Linked DNA regions of Mus musculus: regions 2 and 3 are each linked to region 1. Evidence: chromatin contacts called from public HiChIP or PLAC-seq data. All regions are on one chromosome and are shown on one strand. The core of a region is the stretch at or near the end of the contact, and the rest is flanking DNA. Distances in the headings are between cores, read along the strand shown.

Evidence for each region. HiChIP or PLAC-seq counts read pairs in DNA pulled down with a chosen protein or histone mark.
Region 2: an H3K4me3 HiChIP or PLAC-seq map of embryonic stem cells shows a contact between it and region 1, with 29 read pairs. The contact joins the promoter of N4bp3 here to the enhancer-like site in region 1. A contact is called at or near these places in 1 of 39 promoter capture datasets (neural stem cells), 1 of 484 Hi-C or Micro-C datasets (the N1E-115 cell line), 3 of 115 datasets of contacts at active chromatin or transcription factors (embryonic stem cells and trophoblast stem cells) and 3 of 9 other capture datasets (adipose tissue, liver and pancreatic islet).
Region 3: a contact with region 1 is called in an H3K27ac HiChIP or PLAC-seq map of embryonic stem cells, with 8 read pairs. The contact joins the promoter of Sec24a here to the enhancer-like site in region 1. A contact is called at or near these places in 3 of 39 promoter capture datasets (HPC-7-derived erythroid cells, embryonic stem cells and hippocampal neurons), 22 of 484 Hi-C or Micro-C datasets (LSK cells, Th2 cells, bone marrow-derived macrophages and 18 more), 12 of 115 datasets of contacts at active chromatin or transcription factors (the 230-238 cell line, CD8 T cells, the HPC-7 cell line and 7 more) and 3 of 9 other capture datasets (adipose tissue, liver and pancreatic islet).

What each region holds. Positions count from the first base shown.
Region 1 is chr11:51,701,727-51,705,373 of GRCm38.p6, forward strand. It overlaps Sec24a (Sec24 related gene family, member A (S. cerevisiae)), which reads right to left. Exons shown (of 23, transcript NM_175255.3): 19 at 2,550-2,687. Among named protein-coding and RNA genes, the nearest start is that of 0610009B22Rik, 15 kb to the left of the region's middle. Within about 2 kb of position 2,100, at least 31 of the 459 cell types and tissues checked have an H3K27ac peak or open chromatin away from gene starts, as enhancers often do. A contact at or near this core is called in embryonic stem cells, epiblast stem cells and trophoblast stem cells, where this site is marked.
Region 2 is chr11:51,649,279-51,652,925 of GRCm38.p6, forward strand. It overlaps N4bp3 (NEDD4 binding protein 3), which reads right to left and starts at 1,795. Exons shown (of 5, transcript NM_145974.3): 1 at 1,400-1,795. It overlaps D930048N14Rik (RIKEN cDNA D930048N14 gene), which reads left to right and starts at 1,676. Exons shown (of 4, transcript NR_027958.1): 1 at 1,676-1,935. It overlaps Gm30058 (a long non-coding RNA gene), which reads right to left. Exons shown (of 2, transcript XR_388627.1): 2 at 2,812-3,519.
Region 3 is chr11:51,755,093-51,758,739 of GRCm38.p6, forward strand. It overlaps Sec24a (Sec24 related gene family, member A (S. cerevisiae)), which reads right to left and starts at 1,742. Exons shown (of 23, transcript NM_175255.3): 1 at 985-1,742. The coding sequence starts at 1,081.

The DNA.
Region 1 (3,647 bases), core at 850-3,349:
TGTATATTAAACAAAGCCACATGACTCTAATAATTAAAATTAAATTCTGATCATATTTATTTCTTAGTTGTATAGCTAGAAGTTAATGGCAGGTGTTTTCTGTCACTTGCCACCTTATTCTTTGAGACAAGCTCTCAATGAACCTGGAGCTTGTTGACTCAGTTACCTGGCTGGCCAGCAGGTCCCTGGGCTTCCCCAGTGCTGGGGTTACAGATCCATAGTGTCATATTCTGGGAACTAACTCAGGTCCTCATGCTTGTGCAGCGAAGCACTTTACCCACAGATCATCTCTCCAGCCCATTCCCATCTTTAGTTTTTTGAGACCAGATCTTTAGGTACAGGCTGGTTGCCAGCTCCCTGTGTAGCTAAAGATAACTCTGAATTTCTTTTCTGATCCTCCTGCCTCCATATTCCAAGAGTTGACAATGTAGGTATGAACCACCATGCAAGGTTAATGCCAGGGTGAAGAGTGGACCCAGGCTTCATGCATGCTAAGCAAGCATTCTACCAACTGGGCTGTTACATTCTTTAAAGAGAGGGTTTCCTGTTAGCCAGGCAGGCCTGGAACTCCTGACCCACCTTGCAAGTGCTAGGATTATCGGTGCCATCAAGCTTGACTTTGGTTTTTCTTTTTTTTAGATTTATTTATTTATTATATGTGAGTACACTGTAGCTGTCTTCAGACACACCAGAAGAGGGCGTCAGATCTCGTTACGGATGGTTGTGAGCCACCATGTGGTTGCTGGGATTTGAACTCTGGACCTTTGGAAGAGCAGTCGGGTACTCTTACCCACTGAGCCATCTCACCAGCCCCTTGACTTTGGTTTTTAAAAATTAAATTGAAAAATATAATATATAGTGAACAGATAAGTGACATTAGTGAAATACAACTAATAATAGATTAATCAAGTCTCTCTCCTTTTTTCTTTCCTCCTCCTCTTCTTCCTCCTCTTCTTCCTCCTCTTCTTCCTCCTTTTCTTCTTCCTCTTCCTCTTCTTAGAGTTTTTGAATTTTGTTTCTGAGGCAGGGACTGATTTCAAACTCATGAGCTCAAGTGATCCTCTTGTTTTAGCCAAAGTTGTTTGAACTATAGGAATAAGCCATTTAGGTATAGCCCAGGAAACTATAAAGTTAAACATTAGGAACAACTGGTAAGAGCCTTCTGTGCTGGCTATCTTATGTCCACTTGGCACAAGCTAGAGTCACCTGAGAAGAGAAAACTTTAACTGAGAAAATGCTCCCACCAGATTGGCATTTCCCTCAATTAGTGAGTAATGTGAGAAGAGCCCGTTGTGGGCAGTGCCCGGGGGTAGAATTTTTCCTGTCCAATTACATTAGAATATTAGTGCAGCAGGAAGCTTGTGATTGGACAGGGAAAAGGGAGGCAGAACAAAGAGTTGCAGGGACAGAGAGCAGATGAACAGGAAGATCCTGATCCCACGGGGGTGGGATTGGTTTTAAGTAGCCACAGGTAGTTATAAACATCATATAGGGATAGAATAATTGGGATAACTTGTCTGATCTAGGTGGGCAGCTTGTATCATTATCATTTGGCCCTGAAATTATTGTGTAGGCATCTTGTGAATTGAGAATTTATTGATATAAATAATAAATAAATCTTTTAAAAAAGGTCAGATATATGTAAGTACACTGTAGCTGTCTTCAGACACTTTTTCTTCTCTCTCCAGTCTTGCTTGCTCTGGCCCAGATTTCTTTCTTTATTATGTAAAGTACGCTGGCTGTAGCTGTCTTCAGACACCCCAGAAGAGGGCATCAGATTTCATCACAGATGATTGTGAGTCATCATGTGGTTGCTGGGACTTGAACTGGGGAGCTTTGGAAGCGCAGTCAGTGCTCTTAACTGCTGAGCCATCTCTCCAGCCCTCTAAATCTGACTTGTTAATTATAAGCTTCTAGAGTTTTGTTTCTACTGGGTTGCTGGGTGTTGAGGTGCTGACTGCTGGGTGGATGGTCGTTGCGGTGCGTTGCGTGTGGCTGGCATGGCAGCCAAGAGAAGGGAACACAGGAGCTCTGGTCCTGCTGGAGAGTGGGCGGATGAAGTGCAGGAGCTTGGTGGTTCTTTTTAAATATTTCCCGCAACAGCGCCCCCTATGGTCTGGTGGTCTTGGCTGTGTAAGAAGCCTGACTGAGTAAGCCATAGAGAAACCTGTACACAGCACCCTCCATGGCTTTTCCATCAGCTGCTGCCCTGCGTTCCTGCCCTAACTTCTTTGATGATGAACTCTATGCTAAAAGAAGCCCTTTCTTCCAAGTTGACTTTGGTCATGGTGTTTTCTCACAGCAATAGACACTCTGAGACACCTTGTATACTATATCTGTATCTTTAAATCTCAAATTAGAAAAAAAGAGAGTATGTCTTAGAAAACTTAAAGTTAATATTTTCAGGAATGTCCCTAACTATCAAAGTTTCTGTACATTTACCTAGGAAAAAACAAACAAGGATTTAGGTAACAAACTCATTTCTGTACAGAATATAATCAGGCTTCACGTTTTTCGGAAGAAGCCACAGAACAGGGAGTTGGTCTTACCTCATCTGAGAGGTTGTCAACTCTGTACAAACTGGGATGTGTTGTGAGCATGAGGTGAACCAATGGCTGGCTTTTCACTTGACACATGGCAAAAATTCGTTCATCTAGACGTATACTTGTCCCAGTCTGGAAAGATTTCTGCAATAAAACAACACCCCGCCTCCCAACATTAGAAAAAGAGTTTTGTAAATGTCAATTGCTAAAAGATTATCATTAGACAGAATTAGCAAATTTATCATAAATTATTTTATCTTTGAAGAAGTCATTACCCTGTAGCCTCATCTGGAAGTCTCAACTAGTCAATACCTGACCATTGCTAAGTCACCCGATCTCCTGGTGTCTGTTTCCTCACTGCTAGGCTAGGCCTAACTGCAGTGACTGTGATGGAGCTGAGAAGCCTGGGAAGGATGGTACCCTGGCGACAAGATAAAGGTACACATGGCATAGCAAGAAGACCCCAGCAAGTGTGCCACGTCTGCTGGATGGTAATTGTTTCTTCCACAACGAGAGACATTAAAACTCAATACAGCAGATCCCACGGCCTCTGAAGCAGGGTGGTACCACACATGAGGACAGTGGCAGAGCAGAGCTGAGGCTGGGACAGTTTTAGTGCTGTAGTAGCTGCACTCAGGCTGGCGGAGCTGTGAGGTGAGGGCTAGTGTCTCAGTTGGTGGAGAGGAATACAAGAGGCAGAGAACAATGAATATTCACAGACTGAATGTGACTAGAACGCCTTCTCCAGGCAGGTTCAGGTAAACTGAGGCATCTGCAGGAAGCAAGAGTGTTTAATAACAGCAGAGCCTCAGTCTGTCACATGTCACTCACTGATGGCTCTATGCCAGGTGCTCCTCTATGGTGACTTTGCCAAAGAACCCAGACCAGCTTTTATGCCCAGGTCACTAACTTGTGAGGCTCCCCTAGAACAAGGCTGCCCTGGAAAGAGTCTGGGCAATTTTGTTCAATGATGTCTCTCCCATCCCCCTACAACATGCAGCACACTGTAAGCACTCAGCATGTGTCGAAAGCTGGTGGTCTAGCTCATCGCACAGAGGCTTTTTGGCATACCACGAGAAAAATTTTAGTGAATTATTTCACCTG
Region 2 (3,647 bases), core at 545-3,044, 53 kb before region 1:
CCTGAACTGCCACTAGTCCCACCAGAGTGCCCCAGGGGAGGGTCACACCACCTGCTGGGGGGATCAGCCTTTCTGAGGGGTGTGCCTGCAGCTGCCACAGAGGAATGACACTGGAATGTCCCAACTCCAAAAATGGGGACAGCCTGAGAGGCGATGGGGGCAGCTGGCATACCCTACCCCCTGGACAGAATTATCCACATTTTGCTCTATGTCCAGTGCTTCAGTGTTTCTGAGCTCTTCTATTTCACAATGTCACATCGTCTCCACACTAGTCGGTGGAGCACGGCATAAAGGACCCTATCTACACATAGGGAAACTGAGGCTTGAAAGAAGGAATCACACGCTGAAAGAAGACTCCGCTTTGAGGACCAATCTGGATTCCCACAGTAAAGCCCTCTATACTACACCCAGCTGTCCCAGCTAGGGGTCACCTTCCACTAGTATACTCTGCTGTCTACGTAGCCTGCCCAGCCCCCCATGCTTGTTTCTCCCAAGGGCAAGGTTGAGAGGGATGGAACTTAACCCCCCTCCCAGAGATCCCTCCTGCCCGCCCTGGGGAAAGAGGTAAGAAGAAGAAATAGTGGAAGTGGCGCAGGTTTAGGGACTCTTGAGCTCAGGAAACTGCTAGAGGCGGTGTCGGGAACTAGCTGGTCGCTTTCATTCAGTCTTGCACATACACACCCACACGCAGCCAGTCGGCAGAGAAGCCCTGCTTGTGAGAGCCTGGGAGGAGGCTCATCTCTAGGTCCAGGAGGGCCTCCCGCCTCTGCTCCCGCCCAAGGACAACCATTCCCAATCTGTATCTTTGGGTTGGGTATGTCCCAAGCTCCCATCTTAATACTGAGATACCTTAAGAGTCCTGGTCCTTACTTTTGTCAAAGGCTAAAGTCAGGACTGGAACAGAGTCCCAGACCTTGGGACGTCCCCTGTTCGCAGGTCCCCAGGTGAGGACCAGACACAGTAGGGGGCTGAGGCAGGAAGAGGGTACCCTGAGGGTGAGGGCAGGTGAGTGGTGTCCCCGGGAAGGCGGCAGAGAAGACAGGTTGGACATCCCGGTGGAACTGCGCCCAGGAAGGCTGTGGAGGAAGCAAGGGATCCCAGAACTACCGGAGGCCCTCCTAGCTACCCAGGGGGCGGGGTGGGGTGCACGTCTCCCGCCCGCCGTCTGTGGGGCCTGCTTAGAGCTGGTGCAGGGGGCGGAGGCCGAGGTCAGACTCCTGCGCCAAGGGCGCCTGCCCCTCCTAGCTGCGGCGTGGGGATCGGGGCGATGCTCCACGGAAAATGCATTTACAGGTCAGCCTCGTGCGCGGGAGCAGAGGACACCGGGGCGCGCACAGCATCCTGCCAACCCCCGCCGGGTGTCCGAGAACGACCTCAGCGACCCGCCCTACCCACTTACCATGCTGGCTCCGTGAATCCTAGGGCGCGCTGCAGTCCCCAGCTCGGTCTCGAACCTTTCTCTTCCCAGGCTCTTCGGGAACGCGCGGGAGCCGGATCGGCGGGCAAAGGACGCACTGGGCGACACTCGTCCGCTGGCCCCAGAGACGGAGGGAAAACCCGGCCTGACTCACCCGCGCGGCGCGAGCCCCAGCGCCCAGCCCGGCCCCCGGATGTGGGGGGCGGGAACCGGCACCGCCCCCGAGCGACCTGAGCCCCGCCCGGGCTCGCGGGTGCTGCGGGGCCGGGACCCCACCGCTAGCCGCGCATGGTGCAGCGGCCACCGCGATGCGTGCTCGTTCGCTCGCTCACGTGCAGCAGCTCTGCAGACCCCAGCCCGGACGAGGCTCTAGAGCGCGCGCCGCACTGCTTGCTGCTCCTCCTTCTCCTCCTCCTCCAACTCGGGCCTCGCCCGCCTCACCCGGTTTCCTTCCAGAACCAGCTTCCAAACTGGCTTGCTGGGATGGGTTGGTCAGGTCTCTGCCGCCTCTTTCTCAGGTAAGCGCCACTTTCCTCGTTTGAGAATAAACCCAAGACGCGCTCTAAGAGCCGAAGAGGTGTAGTAGGCGTCTACAGTAGTTAGCCGCTGGACTTTTATTTTGGAGGGAGGTTGATTTACCTGTGCAGCCTTCTAGGGGCGGCAGGTTCAGATGCCTTTAGGGGCCAGACTGATAGTGTAAATGAGTCATATGGGTTGGGTAAGCCAGTAGCGGGGACGGAAACCGAAGGCTGGACACTCAGACACGTTCAAGAGTAAGAAGTTGGAACACCTTTTCTTCCTTAAAAAGTTAAACATAGATGTGGGGTGGGGTGGGGTGGGGTGGGGTGGGGTGGTAAGGGTTGTGTATGGAGAGATGGTTCAGTGGTTAAGAGTACTTGCTGCTCTAGCAGAGGACCCGGTTTTGGTTCCCAGCAACCACGTGGTTGCTCACAATCCTTTGCAGCTCCAGTTCCAGGGTATGGAACGCCCCCCCCCTCACCCCCACCCCCGGCCCCTGGGGGCATTACTCGCACTGGGTGCACATTTACTCACGCTGGCACATACACGTAATTTTGTTGTTGTTGTTTTTAAGATAAAAAAAAAAAACCAAACCAGTAAGTTAAACAGATTCATGATAGCATTTCCACTCCTGGGTATATGACTAAAGAAATCAGGTATGCCAACAAGTGCTTGCACTCAGATGATCATAGCAATCCTGTGTATAACAGTCAAAAGAAGGACACAGGTCAAACCCTCCAGCAATTAGTGAAAGGATAAACAGTGTGGTCCAACCATACAGTGGAATATTACTTACCACAGAAAAGGCATAGTGCCATTTCATGCTACAACTCAAACCTCTAACAAGTGATGGTAAGTCAAAGAAACCCAGCAGAGACCATGTGTGAACCTTTATGGACAGAATGCAGGCTAGTGCTAGAAGCCACAGGGAGGGAGAAATGAGGATGATCCTTGCAAGTTATCGGGTTTTGTCCTGGAATCAGGTGGTGGTGACAGCACTTTCCTTTTACATTGTCTTACAGAGGGCTGGGGTGTGACTCAGTAGGAGAGCATTCTCTCAGAGGCTGCTTGAGGCCCTGGGTTCAATTCCCAGTACCTTAAGTTAAAATGGATAATTTTGTATCAGGCAAGTCAACTTCATTTAAACAACAAAACATTACTGTGGCCCAGCAGGTACCGATTTGCCGCCTCTGTTTTCTATTTCTACCGTAGTCAAATGTTAACAATGGATTTTTCTCTTTAAGAAACCTCATTCACAGCACTTGGTATCTCAGTCATGCAGGGACTGCAGGTATATGGGGGAGCGGGGTTGCCTGAGACAGATGAACATTGACCATAAGAGCACACGTATGGTCTTGGGGACCTGAGGAAATGCCTCTCTGGGCAAGTAGCCTGACAGAAGCCCAGAATTCAAATGTTTCCTCAGGGAGGTGTATTCATGGTTCTGAGGCCCAGAGCTGGAGAAATCTGGACATGTTCAGATGTAGAGGAGCTCTGAAGGGAGGCCAGGGCCTGGAGAGTTCCCCAAAGGTGGCACACAGGTGTTGTCCCAGAACTGCCTCATGGATCATCCTGCAGAGCCTCTGCAATACAGACACAAGAATAACAGCAACAATAATAATTACCAAGTATTTGTGGAGTTAGGGCATTTGTAATCCCAGTATTTAGAGTTTAGAAAAATAGGAAGATCAGACTGGAGAGAGGCTCAGCC
Region 3 (3,647 bases), core at 492-2,991, 53 kb after region 1:
GCTTCTCTTGCCCTGCCCACATAGCTGCCTACCCACATTTTTAAGTCTTACAAAGAACATTCTTTGTAAAGAAAACAGTAGTCTTCTCTAAATACATTGTAACCAGCAATTTTAGTCACTGGCTATTTTCTACAACTTTAAATGGGCACAGTAAGTACTTTAGTATTATTCTCCCTGTCTTCTTCCCATAAAGCAAAGATTTGTAGGCTAATTTGTAAGTAGGCAGAAAATGAGTCTTTATTATATCAATTAAAATAAGCTTAGCAAATCACGCTGTAGGAAGGCGTCAGGAATCCTAGAAGAGATATCCAATTATAAGATATTCTCCCGCCAAATGATAAATTATAGTGCCAGATGTACTCTCTCTAGGGTTCAGAGAGTTGTGACTAACTTACATTCTAAATGAAGAGGAGGGCCCTAGAAACGAAGCCCTAGCCATCCATCTATTTGGTTCTTCCACAACTGAAAAACTAAACAGGAGGCCCAAGGACTGTCGTAGGAAGAAGATCCTTGAAGAAAGATCCCTGCAGAGATGAGCAAGTCCTAAAGGGATCTGTCAAAGACGGAGTCATTCATTCATCTCTGCAAATTAGTATTAATAAGCACTGACCCGCCACCCCCCTGCACTTCGAGCCTGCGGACCCGAGATGAACCCTGCCCTCCAGGACACAGGACTGAGGTGGCGCATTGCGTGATGACACCCAGACACTATGACCTCCATAAGGCAGTTCTGGGAACTGATTTCGTCTACGATTCTTGTTCACCTCTTGTTTATCTCAGACGTTGCATACTGCAGGTGCTTACTGTTTGCAGGCTGAACCTATAAATACACATGAAACTGTCCCACCAGCGTGGATCTGCAGGTGCATGTCCACCGCGGCTCCCGGGTCCAGGCCGTCATCCGCCACTCCCCGCGGTAGACCTGGCTGGGACTTGTCCCTGGCCCGAGCTGTGCCGCCCTCCCCGCCCCCGTGCGGCACTCACCGTTGGTGTAGGGAGACCCCGAGGCTGAGGCGGCTCCGTTCTGGGCCTGGAGGCTAGCTGCGGCACCGCGGGCAGCGGGGATCCGGGGCTGGGCCATGGCGCCCGGGGATCTCAGGGTAAGACGGAGCCGTCGGGGTCGACCGCAGCGCCCAGCCTAAGAGCTCCAACAGGAAAACCGAGGGCAGGGACCTGGAGGCCGGAGAAGCGGAACACGCGGGGTGGCACGTCAAAGTAGAGGCATGGCGTGTCCGTGTCTTCTGCCCGCCGGCGGCCACGACCTGGCCAGGGCGCGGAGAGGCTCCGGAGTCAGGCCGGCTGGGCTGGGAACGCCGGGCTCGGAGGCAGCAGCCGAACCCGGAGAGGAGGGAGGCCCTGGGCGGAGCCGCCGGCCGCGCAGGCACAGTGGGGACACGTGGCACTTCCGGTTCCGGCTGGAGGCTGCGGCCGTGCTCTCTGTCCCCGGGGAGCTGCCCCGAGGGCACCTGACAGTCCCGTGTCCGGGCCCGGAGGACCGTGCACGGACTCGCCTGCCACGTCACGGACTCCCGCCGCCCGCCGGAAGTAGCCTGTGTCACCACTGCGAAAATACCCGGCGTGGAGAACGTCACCTTGCTGACAGTCCCAGGGGTGGTGCGGATTTTTAGAATCGATTGGGTGGGACAGGAGAGACCCGGCTCCTCTTCCGGGATTCTCTGAGGATTACCTGAGACGACCGATGTCCTCGGCTACCGCTGGTGGCCCAGCCGATGCTATGCCAGCTGTAGAGTGCAAGAGAATTTTAAAAAGAGGTGTTCAATTACGTGTGTTTGTCAAAGTGTCATGGGCGGGACATGGCGGCAATCAGGAGGTCGAGGCAGAAGTGTTCTAAGTTCGAAGGCGGCCTAGTCAGGTCAGCCAGGGCTGGAGTGAAGATGCTGGGTCAAGGTTAAAATGTCTGATGACGTTAAGGAGGAAGCTCTTCTTTTCAACTGGAGGATTAAGATTAATTTTGACGTTAGCCTGTTGGTAGCATAGTCACTCCGAAGTACATCCACCACACATGGATCGGGAATCCATCCCTCTCCTATCCCAGTGTTGACAATGGAGTCCAATGTCCTAGGGAAGCCCTTAGTTTACACTGAGCTAGGCAACTTCTATAATAACAAGTATTTAGTTAATACTGAGGCTCCAAGCCGGGCGTGGTGGCGCACGCCTTTAGTCCCAGCTCTCAGGAGGCAGAGGCAGGCGAATTTTTGAGTTCGAGGCCAGCCTGGTCCACAGAGTGAGTTCCAGGACAATCAGGGCTAATCAGAGAAACCCTGTCCCGAAAAAAAAAAAAATACTGAGGCCCCGGACTAAATAACATTTAAAATGGTAATTGTAATGGTATCGTACTCCTATAGTTCTGGATACAGAAAAGTGAGGCAGGAAGATCTTGAATTCAAGACCAGCCTGGGCAATTTACCAGGACTCAGTTTCTTTAAAAGGGGTTAGATATGTAGGTCACTCATAAAGAGTTTCCCTAACCTTGTAGGAAGAAGCCCTGAGTTCAAAAGAATTAAAGGCAGTTTACATTATGAGAGTTTACATTAAGTCGAATAATTCAAATGTCCTTTCTGGGCAAGTAGCTTGTGGGTTGCTTTTATTTTTACCCCCAAACAGACTTTCTGACTTGTAAGACCAAAGAGAAGTAGAAACTGGTTGGTTATGCAACATACTTAGTGATATCAGTGTGATCTTTAGCTACTTTGGTTTTACCTGCTCCAAGCAGATGACAAAGTCCTTCACAGATGTGTGCTGCTGATTGAAACGTATTATGCCATGAGTTTCACAACCTCGGGCGAAAGTACATCTTACCAAACTCATTTACTATCTAATGCTGGCTACGAAGTATTACAGAAAAAGAGCACAATCTAAAACTACTGTCAGACCCAAGAAGCAAGCAGTAACCACATATACAAATTTACCCTAACCTTGATTTCATTAATAGTTACCTCAAAACCATACTAAAATATATTTGCTCTGAGTGGAATTAAACAATTAAAAAAAAAGATTGTTTTATTGTTTTAAAGTTTGTTTTCTGTATGTATGGGTACCTACATAGAAGTATTTACACGCTGGTCGATGGTGGCACACACCTTTAATCCCGGCATTTGAGAGGCAGAGACAGGTGGATTTCTGAGTTCGAGGCCAGCCTGGTCTACAGAGTGAGTTCCAGAACAGCCAGGGCTACACAGAGAAACCCTGTCTTGAAAAACCAAAAAAAAAAAGAAAGAAAAGAAAAGAAAAAAAAAGTATTTTACACCATGTGTATGCAGTGCCCACACAGAGGTCAGAAGGGGGCACTGCATCCCCCAGCACTGGAGTTGACAGTTGTGACCGCCATGATGTGAGTGATAGCAAAGGAACCCTAGTCCTCTGGGAGCACAGCCGGTGCTCTTCACTACCAGCCGTCTCTCCACGCCCCCACTCCTTATTACAAGATCCAGGTAGGCTTCTTTAGGATGAAGATGAAACTCTTTGGTTTGTTTTGCTTTGTGTTTTAGAGACAGTTTCTCATCTTGGTACTGCCTTGTAGACCAGGTTGGCCTCGAACTCATAGAGATCTACCTGCCTCTGCCTCCTGAGTGCTAGGATTAAAGGCACGCGCCACTACTCCTGGCTGAAGATGACTTTTAATCAAA